2 separate regions of the Macaca mulatta genome follow, and region 1 is linked to region 2. The links are chromatin contacts, called in public Hi-C maps. All regions are on one chromosome and are shown on one strand. The core of a region is the stretch at or near the end of the contact, and the rest is flanking DNA. Distances in the headings are between cores, read along the strand shown. Region 1 holds the start of DNAJB14 (DnaJ heat shock protein family (Hsp40) member B14). Region 2 holds the start of DAPP1 (dual adaptor of phosphotyrosine and 3-phosphoinositides 1).

What was found. A called contact is a pair of places that touch in the nucleus more often than the background predicts.
Region 1: a contact with region 2 is called in a Hi-C map of CD4 T cells, with 4 times the contacts expected there. The contact joins the promoter of DNAJB14 here to the promoter of DAPP1 in region 2. A contact is called at or near these places in 4 of 14 Hi-C or Micro-C datasets (CD4 T cells, blood, cortical neurons and 1 more).

Annotation. Positions count from the first base shown.
Region 1 is chr5:109,264,109-109,268,309 of T2T-MMU8v2.0, forward strand. DNAJB14 (DnaJ heat shock protein family (Hsp40) member B14) reads right to left here and starts at 1,933. Exons shown (of 7, transcript XM_015138877.3): 1 at 1,763-1,933. The coding sequence starts at 1,866. It overlaps H2AZ1 (H2A.Z variant histone 1), which reads right to left. Exons shown (of 5, transcript NM_001193550.1): 4 at 4,109-4,201; 5 at 3,390-3,828. The coding sequence ends at 3,767.
Region 2 is chr5:109,131,074-109,135,041 of T2T-MMU8v2.0, forward strand. DAPP1 (dual adaptor of phosphotyrosine and 3-phosphoinositides 1) reads left to right here and starts at 1,942. Exons shown (of 10, transcript XM_078002025.1): 1 at 1,942-2,278. The coding sequence starts at 2,178.

The DNA.
Region 1 (4,201 bases), core at 683-3,182, 130 kb after region 2:
TCTCAGCATACCCAGTAGCTGGGATTACAGGCATGCGCCACCATGCCTGGCTAACTTTTTTGTATTTTTAGTAGAGATGGGGTTTTATCATGTTGGCCAGGCTGGTCTCAAACTCCTGACCTCAAATGATGTGCCCGCCTCGGCCTCCCAAAGCGCTGGGATAACAGGCGTGAACCACCGCGCCCAGCCTATTCAGTATTCTTTTAAAAAGGAATCCTTCACATGTTACAACATAAATGAAATGTGAGAACATTATGCTAAGTGAAGTAAGACAGTCACAAAAAGATACTGCATGATTCTACCTATCTGAGGTAACTAAAGTAGTTACATTCACAGAAACACAAAGTAGAATAGTAGTTGCCAGGGTATTGGGAGACGGGGCAATAGGGAGCTGTTTAATTAGTACACAGTTGTGTTTTAAGATGAAAAAGTTCTTAAGAGTCTGCACAACAATGTCAATATACTTCACTAATGGACTGTACACTTAAAAATAGTTAAGACCGTAAATTTGGTGGGTTTTTAAACCACAATTTTAAAAATTATTAACTCTTTTCTTTAACTTTATTTTCCTGTCCTCACGGGTATAGTGTTAGAAGGCAATGTAATAGAAAGGATAGAGAGAAAAGCAAAGAGCACAGGGCTTCAACGACGTAGGGAAAAAAAATTTAAGAGACAACAAAACAAGTATTTTCATTAACAATTTTCCACAATTAATTGAATCTATCGATAACTTTCTTCTATCGATAACTTTCTTCTCAATCTGGAAAAACTAACGGCAAGGCAACAGTGTAGTGGTTAAAGGCTTTTTGAAGTCTGAAAGTTCGGCTACTATTCTGACTTTGCCACTAATTGTTGTGTGACCTTGGGTAAGATATTTTCATTCATTTGCTAATTCATTCATTCATTCATCAAAGTCTGTTTCCATGTGGGTAAACCTGGTCAAATGAATCCCACACCTCTACACAGAATTGTTCTGAGGAATAAATGAAATAATCCATGCAAAATGTTAGGCATAACTATTGGCACTTTGTAAGTGCTCAATAAATGTTGGCTATTATTACTCTGAAGCCAATTGAGTAGGACAATAAATAAGCTGAATTCAACTAAAGGAAACCCAGTACCATATTCCTCAGAGATTTGGTTCGTCGATAATTCTGGTGTTATCAAATCAGATACTATTCAGCAATCACTACTGACTCTTGACCATTCTTGCCGAATGTGTGCTCTTCTCTTTTAAAGGAACTCTCTCCCAGGGAAAAGCAATGTCATCTCAGGTATTCGATGTTTGCTTTGGGAACAGTTTTCTACAGATCTCAGAAATGATGGCACCTGAGATTAGCCACTAGAGTACCCCGTTCCTCTCACTTCGATAGGGGCCTAGGCCTTATGTGGGACTGAGAATGGGGAGGAAGGAGGCCACATAAACAACACAGATACAAATAAAGCCTCACTGTGGTAAGACGGGACCAGACAAGTCTCCTCCAAGGAGAATGAAACCTGGACATTCAGGACAGCGGAACGCCGAGCCGGCGGGCAGGCTGGAGCAGAGAAGCCTCGGCAGCTCTCCCCGAGCCCCGGCCCGAAGCCGGGGCCGGGGCCAGGGCGGGGGTGTGTCGAGATGCTCCCCACCGGCCTGGGGCTGGGGATGGCTCAGGCAGGCCGGGGCTCCGCAGGCTTCCAGGAGGGGCCGAGGTGGGGGCAGGGGAGGGCTACGCGGTGCTCTGGGGATTGGGCAGGGAGAGAAGGGACGCTGAGGTCTCACCGCGGGCCGAGGGCAATGGGTAGAGCTTCTCGGCTTTCTGCAGGAAGCGCTGGGCCTTCTCGCGGTTGCCGGCGTTCAGGGCCTCCCGGGCGATCTCGACACATTTCTCAGCCTCATCCCTGTTCCCCTCCATAGCTTGCTCCTTCTTCCGTTTCCTCTCGCAGCGCAGCTAAGAGGGGCGGAAGCCGCCGCCGCGGAGGAGGCGAGGCGGACCGGCTGGGGGCGTGCGGCGGCCGGCTGGGAGGAGCGCAGGGGACCGCGGCAGCGGCGGCGACGGCCCGGGCTGACGGGCGGGCCTCGCAGCTCCGCCTCCTCACGGCGGCCTCCCCGCCCCCCGCGAGCCCCTAGGGTGCTAGCCGCATCCGTCCCGGCCCAGGACCAAGCTGCTGGGCCCGGACATCCGAGCTGACTTGGTGGTCCGCGCACGGCGCCGGTAGGCTAGAAGCTTACCTGCCCGCGAGGCGGGCAATGGCAGCCGGGCTGCCCATCGCGGAGTGGGGGGTTCCGCCCCGGACCCGATTGCCGGCATTGGAAGCGCCCTGCCCTGTGACCTCCGGGCACGGCCCTCGCAGATGGGGGCAGGAGGACGGGATGGCGGAAGGGGACACTCGTTTTCAGTTAATTTCCCAGGCTTGGAGGCCCCGCTTCTGAGCCCCTCAAGCGAGGGAGGATGCGGTCAGGTGAGGACCAAGGTGTCAGTCAGTCCAGTCTCAGCACTTCCGGGACATGTTAGAGCGTCGTTTCAACCTAATCTTAGGGCTTGTACGACAGCCTTATTTCAGCTGCACATTTTTTTCTGACCCAGATGTCAGGCTATCCAAAGTACAAAGCAGTTTAATTTGTAGCTTGCAACGAGTGGTGCAGAGCGGCCCTAATCCTGTGTATTCAAAACAAGGGAGGAATCAGCCCCTCAAGTGTTGCCCTAACGAAAGCAAACTTTTGATTTCACCTTTTCCTTCCCATTTGGGTAACATTACCACTTGGAAGTACGGTGTCATGTTAGTCTTCACGGTGAGGGTGGGGGTGAATGTTATGTGCAGTTTTAATTTTTTTAAAAAACATGACAAACTGTGGAAACGATCTGCTCAACCCAACAAGGTAACGATTTTTACAAAATGCTGTGAGCCAAGCTGTTAATTCCAACTACCACCAGAACTCGGTACTTTCAAATAAGAAAGCCTGCTTCTCTTCAATAAAATGGAGATAGTATATCCCCAATGATGTTACTGAGCACTTAACAATTTCAATTTCAGACTTCAAAGCAGGGCCTAGCACGTAGCACTATTAGCTTCAGAGTTTAAATTCGGAGTTCATTATGTGGATATACAGGACATTCCTACCTATTCTCTCCCTCCCCAAGTCCACCACACTAACAGCATACTAGTGCAGTGCTGTCACACAGCAAGCAAAGTCAATGCACAAACTGAAATGCTCCCACTCCAGCTCCTGACAACTTTTTAAATTAAAACTTTAGTAGCTTATTATATAACATTAAAAATATATACTTGGTCTATCTCACTTTGTTGATCTAGATTTGACAGGTCAGTCACAAAGAAATGTGCTTAGTTATTGCTGCTAGATATTCAAAACAAATTCATATTACAATCAAGCCAATTTAATACACAACTAGTTTGGGATATGACCTTTATTGAGCTTATCCACCAGAGTGGAAATAATGTCTGTACAAAACCAAATGTTTGTTACTATAACTTCTGCATCACAATTAAAATCCAAACAGTTTTTTAAAAACAGTCAACTCAATCAAAACCCACTACTTCAGAATCAATAGCTTCTTTGAAGCCACAGTAACACTTAAATATGGTTAAGACTCGAATGCAGAAATTTGGTTGGTTGGAAAGCTAATTAAACTTCCAACTTGCTCAAATAGAATTACAAAAAGGCAAAATTGTGTTTTTCACAGAGATACAGTCCACTGGAATCACCAACACTGGACAGCTGTTAGAGTATTTAGAGTCCTGAGATAACAAGGAATCCAGGCATCCTTTAGACAGTCTTCTGTTGTCCTTTCTTCCCAATCAGAGATTTGTGGATGTGTGGAATGACACCTAGGAGAGTGACAGGAATTAATTCTACTTAAGATTTTTTTTTTAAAATCACAGTATTTGAAACCAAAAAAAGTATACTGTTCAAGTATCTTTAAAAACGTGCAGCTCAAGTATGAAGTAAAAATTCAGTTATACATATGAATCAAATTTCATGATAAAACCATACTTGCATCAATGAAAATATACTTAAATTTTCTCTTCTAGAAAAACTAATGAAATTAAAGCAGCAAAGAATTCCTTCCTCTGAAGAAATTTTTAAAAATTTTAGAAGTTAACATACCACCACCAGCAATTGTAGCCTTGATGAGCGAATCCAATTCTTCATCTCCACGAATAGCAAGTTGCAAGTGACGAGGGGTAATACGCTTTACCT
Region 2 (3,968 bases), core at 692-3,191:
GGATGTAGTGGCTCACACCTGTAATCTCAATATTTAGAGAGGCCTAAATGGGAGGATTGCTTGAACCCAGGAGTTTGAGACCAGCCTGGGCATCTCTAAAAAATAAATAAACAAATATTTAAGAATTATATCATTTGAATAATGTAAAACATATATTACCAAATATTTTTATGAAGGTCCAGCATTTTGTTGAAACTATCTAGTAAGCCTCCTGCAGCTGTTACCACTGCAAAACTAAGTGTGCAGTTAGTGGAGCAGGCACGGTGGTAGGGATACCGGGAAAATTGAGTAAATGACAAAGTGGAACAATGACATCAAAGGAGAGGACAACAGATAGGACAGCAGCATGAGAAAGGGAGAAAGACTGGGAGATTCAGAGAGAAAAGAGGGATGATCTTAGAAAATTCTGCTACTTGAGCTTCCAAAAAAGTTAAGAAAAAGAATAACCAGAATTTGCAAAAAATGGGAATGAAATAGATACTAAAACACCAAATAAAGGGCTCTAGAAAGGGAACAGGAACTCTAGTGCACAGGCTGTTCCCCTGTCGCTGCTGTGTGCATATTCAGTATCTCCCTGGCCTGCACTGGCCTCTCTGTTTGAGTGGGCCCTGTCCTCCTCTGTGAACAAACTGTAGCCAAAAGAATTGTAAGTGCTCATTTAGTCAGTTACATATGTATTATCAGAGCTTAGTCTTCAGCAGACTCCTCTAGACACTCGGGAATTTCTCACTGGCAACCAGCGTTACCCAGGGTCTCACAGTGGTAATAGGGAGGAACATGAAGGATAGAACCGTGTGAGGTGAACAGCAGCCTCTTGCAATCATCTAGTCCTTTAGGAACAGCTCTGCTGTGCTGCTAGTCCTCAGGCCTCTGTAACTGTGAGAACAAGTTACAGAGCACCCTGGTGAGTGCTGAGTGAGTCAGGGAGTAGAGATAAGAAGAAATAGAGAGAAAGCGAGAGGGAGAGAGAGACCTGTAGGTACATAGAAAAGGCAGGAAGCAACGTATGTCCTTGACTCATTTGATACTGCACTTTGTCCTACTTCCCAAGGATTCAGTCACCGCCATTTACCTTTAGCATTGCAGGCAGATAGAATCCCCCTCTACATATGAATCTGGGCACAAAGCCATGCAGGTGTGAGTAAGCCCATGAAGAAAGTGGCGCTCAAAGACTCCAGGAGTTCAGGCCAGGCACAGTGGCTCATGCCTGTAAGCCCAGCACTTTGGGAGGGTGAGATGGGTGGATCACCTGAGGGTGAAACCCCATCTCTACAAAAATACAAAAATTAGCTGAGCATGATGGTGGGTGCCTGTAATCCCAGCTACTTGGGAGGCTGAGACAGGAGAATCACCTGAACCCCGGGAGGCGGAGGTTGTAGTGATCTCAGATCACGCCATTGCACTCCAGACTGGGTGACAGAGCGAGACTCTGTCTCAAAAAAAAAAAAAAAAAAAAAAAAAAGAAGAAAAAAAGACTGCAAGAGTTCTAATATGCCCCATTAGGTGGGCACCAGAATGGCCCCTTGTAACTTTTTCCTACCTTCTTCTCTCCTAATTCTTCCATGGAGGAAACAATAATTATCTCTGAATCATCCCTATTCAGAGAATCGAGGATATATTAGAAGATCTGGGTAAACAAGCACAAATATTACAAAAGTACTAAAACAGCAAACTTCAGGGTTGAACTTGTGGTTTGCTTCTGTTTTTTCTACCCACTCTAAAGGTGTTCCTGATATAGAAGCTTCCTCAGTGTTCCCTGTGTTGGTGTGTAAGACAGAAAGAAGATTGGTAAAAGAGTGCACTCATCCTCCCCTACAAACCAGAGGCTGATCGCATTAGGGAAAAGCTAGGGTTTGGCCTCACACAAGCAGTTTGCACTGTTGTCCAATCCCAGGTGGGGTGACCGCCTCTTCATTTCCTTTGATAGCAACTGCCTGTTGCGTGATGCAGTGTGGGTGTCCTCAGAGGTAACTACCTAAGTTTGCATACTTCCTCACTGACAGAACACTCCTGCCAGTGCCTCCAGGCCAGGGTGGTGGTATTGGTGGGAGGAGTAAGTAACCAAGTTTCACTTCCTTGCCTTGGAGACTCAGAGCCACAGCGGGCTGCTGTCTCACAGAGGGAGAGGGTGGCAGGAGCAGCCGAGTTGTCTCTCTCTGCCTCTGTGAAGGGCGCGAATGGGCAGAGCAGAACTTCTAGAAGGGAAGATGAGCACCCAGGATCCCTCAGATCTGTGGAGCAGATCCGATGGAGAAGCTGAGCTGCTGCAGGACTTGGGGTAAGGGAGCAGATCTCCTTTCAAAGTGCCTAGTGGGTGGACATTGACTCCGCACTCCCACCTTCATGCTTTGGTTAATGACTATCTTCAGCGCCTTGTTGCCCTCTGCCACTTCAACTGTTTATTTTTTTCCACTTTATTCATTTGTATCTGTTAAGTATCTTCCTGTTTGGGGCTAATTCCATTGCAAAAGCCTGCATTATTTTTCTAGATGTGAAAACAAGTAGGTTGAGAAAATAGAGAAAAAAATCAAATGCTGGACATTCTTTGAGAAGAGGGACAGAATTGGGATATAGAGGTGACGTTGCCTGACTTCCTTGATGTTGCTCTGGTTTGTGAATAAATGTGTTGTTCAAGAGTTTCCAGCACTGACCCAGGGACAGTAAAAGGACCATGTTGCTGGTAAGATAAACAGAAAGCCTACCCTACTGTAAGGGAGGGGGACTTTTTCAAAAGATAGAGAATGAGGAAGTTTCTGCAGTAGTCTCGCTTGTATGTTTCTTTCTCCTGATACTGCATTTGGGAGTTTTATATTTTATGTATGTCCAGAGGGCCAACTTTGAGCCTTTAAATACCAACAATCCACGAAGAGGATAAAATTTCTTCTTCAAACAGGTAAGCATAGGTAGGTGGAGTCATTGGAGCTCTGTCTTTGAGAAGTGACCCAGATGACAACTCATCCGGGTATTTAATAAAAGAAGCAAGTATTACACAAGAGAGGAATTGGGGATTTCCTAGAGAAACTGAACCTTCTGCCTAATGCACTGGGAATATCCCAATGAGGGTGGCTTTGGCACCTGTGCATGAGGAGAGGTAAAACCTGTACCTTCTGCCTGAGTAAATAGCTCTAAATCTTCATAACAATCCAATGACATGGGAGCTGTTGTCATCTTCATCTTACAAAGGATGAAAACAAGCATCAAACAGGTTTGAATAACTTGCTTGCTAGTCACACATCAATTACATAGCAAAGCTGGGCATCCAACCTGCCACGGGTTATGTCCTAAACCGAAGAAAAACCAAAATAGAATTGAAACCTCTCTGTGTTAACGCTGCAGAGATTGTATCTTTTTATGTTGTATTGCTGTAAAAGTTTATCAGTAATTCCTGTCTTTAGATTATAAAACTGAGGTCTTGGAATTGAACTCTACTTTCATTTGGCGAATCAGATAAAACAACTGGAATTTTCATTAAAGAAAACTCCCCTTATTAGGAAGCCAGAGCTCTAGAATCTCTCTATCCCTCTAGAATGAATCCCCAAACAGAAGAGGCAAAGGGCCCTTCTGTGAGCATCCAGCACAGTTTTCACCAAGTCCAAATGCTGAGGCTGAACTGTGGCCCGCAGTGCCTTATTGAACCATTAAGCTACAACGCTTTACATGTTCTGTTAACTGATTCCCAGCCCACTGTAATAGAAAACCCCGAAGGAGGAGACAGAAGAATTTATTCAATTCTGGTCGTTTAGTTAAACAAACAATCCTAGAACCCAGAGTCCGTGGTTGAGTACTGTGGGAACACGCTTAGATGACAAAGATGAATTAGATGCTGTCTCTGTGCCCCACCACGATGCCAATAGCAAGAAGCAACTACAGGTGAACCCCATGGGGGAAATAGGACTGTGGACTGTGTCTTTCTTCCATGTGCAAAGAATCGACATTGAATACAAAACCGAGTCACACCACTTCCCTGC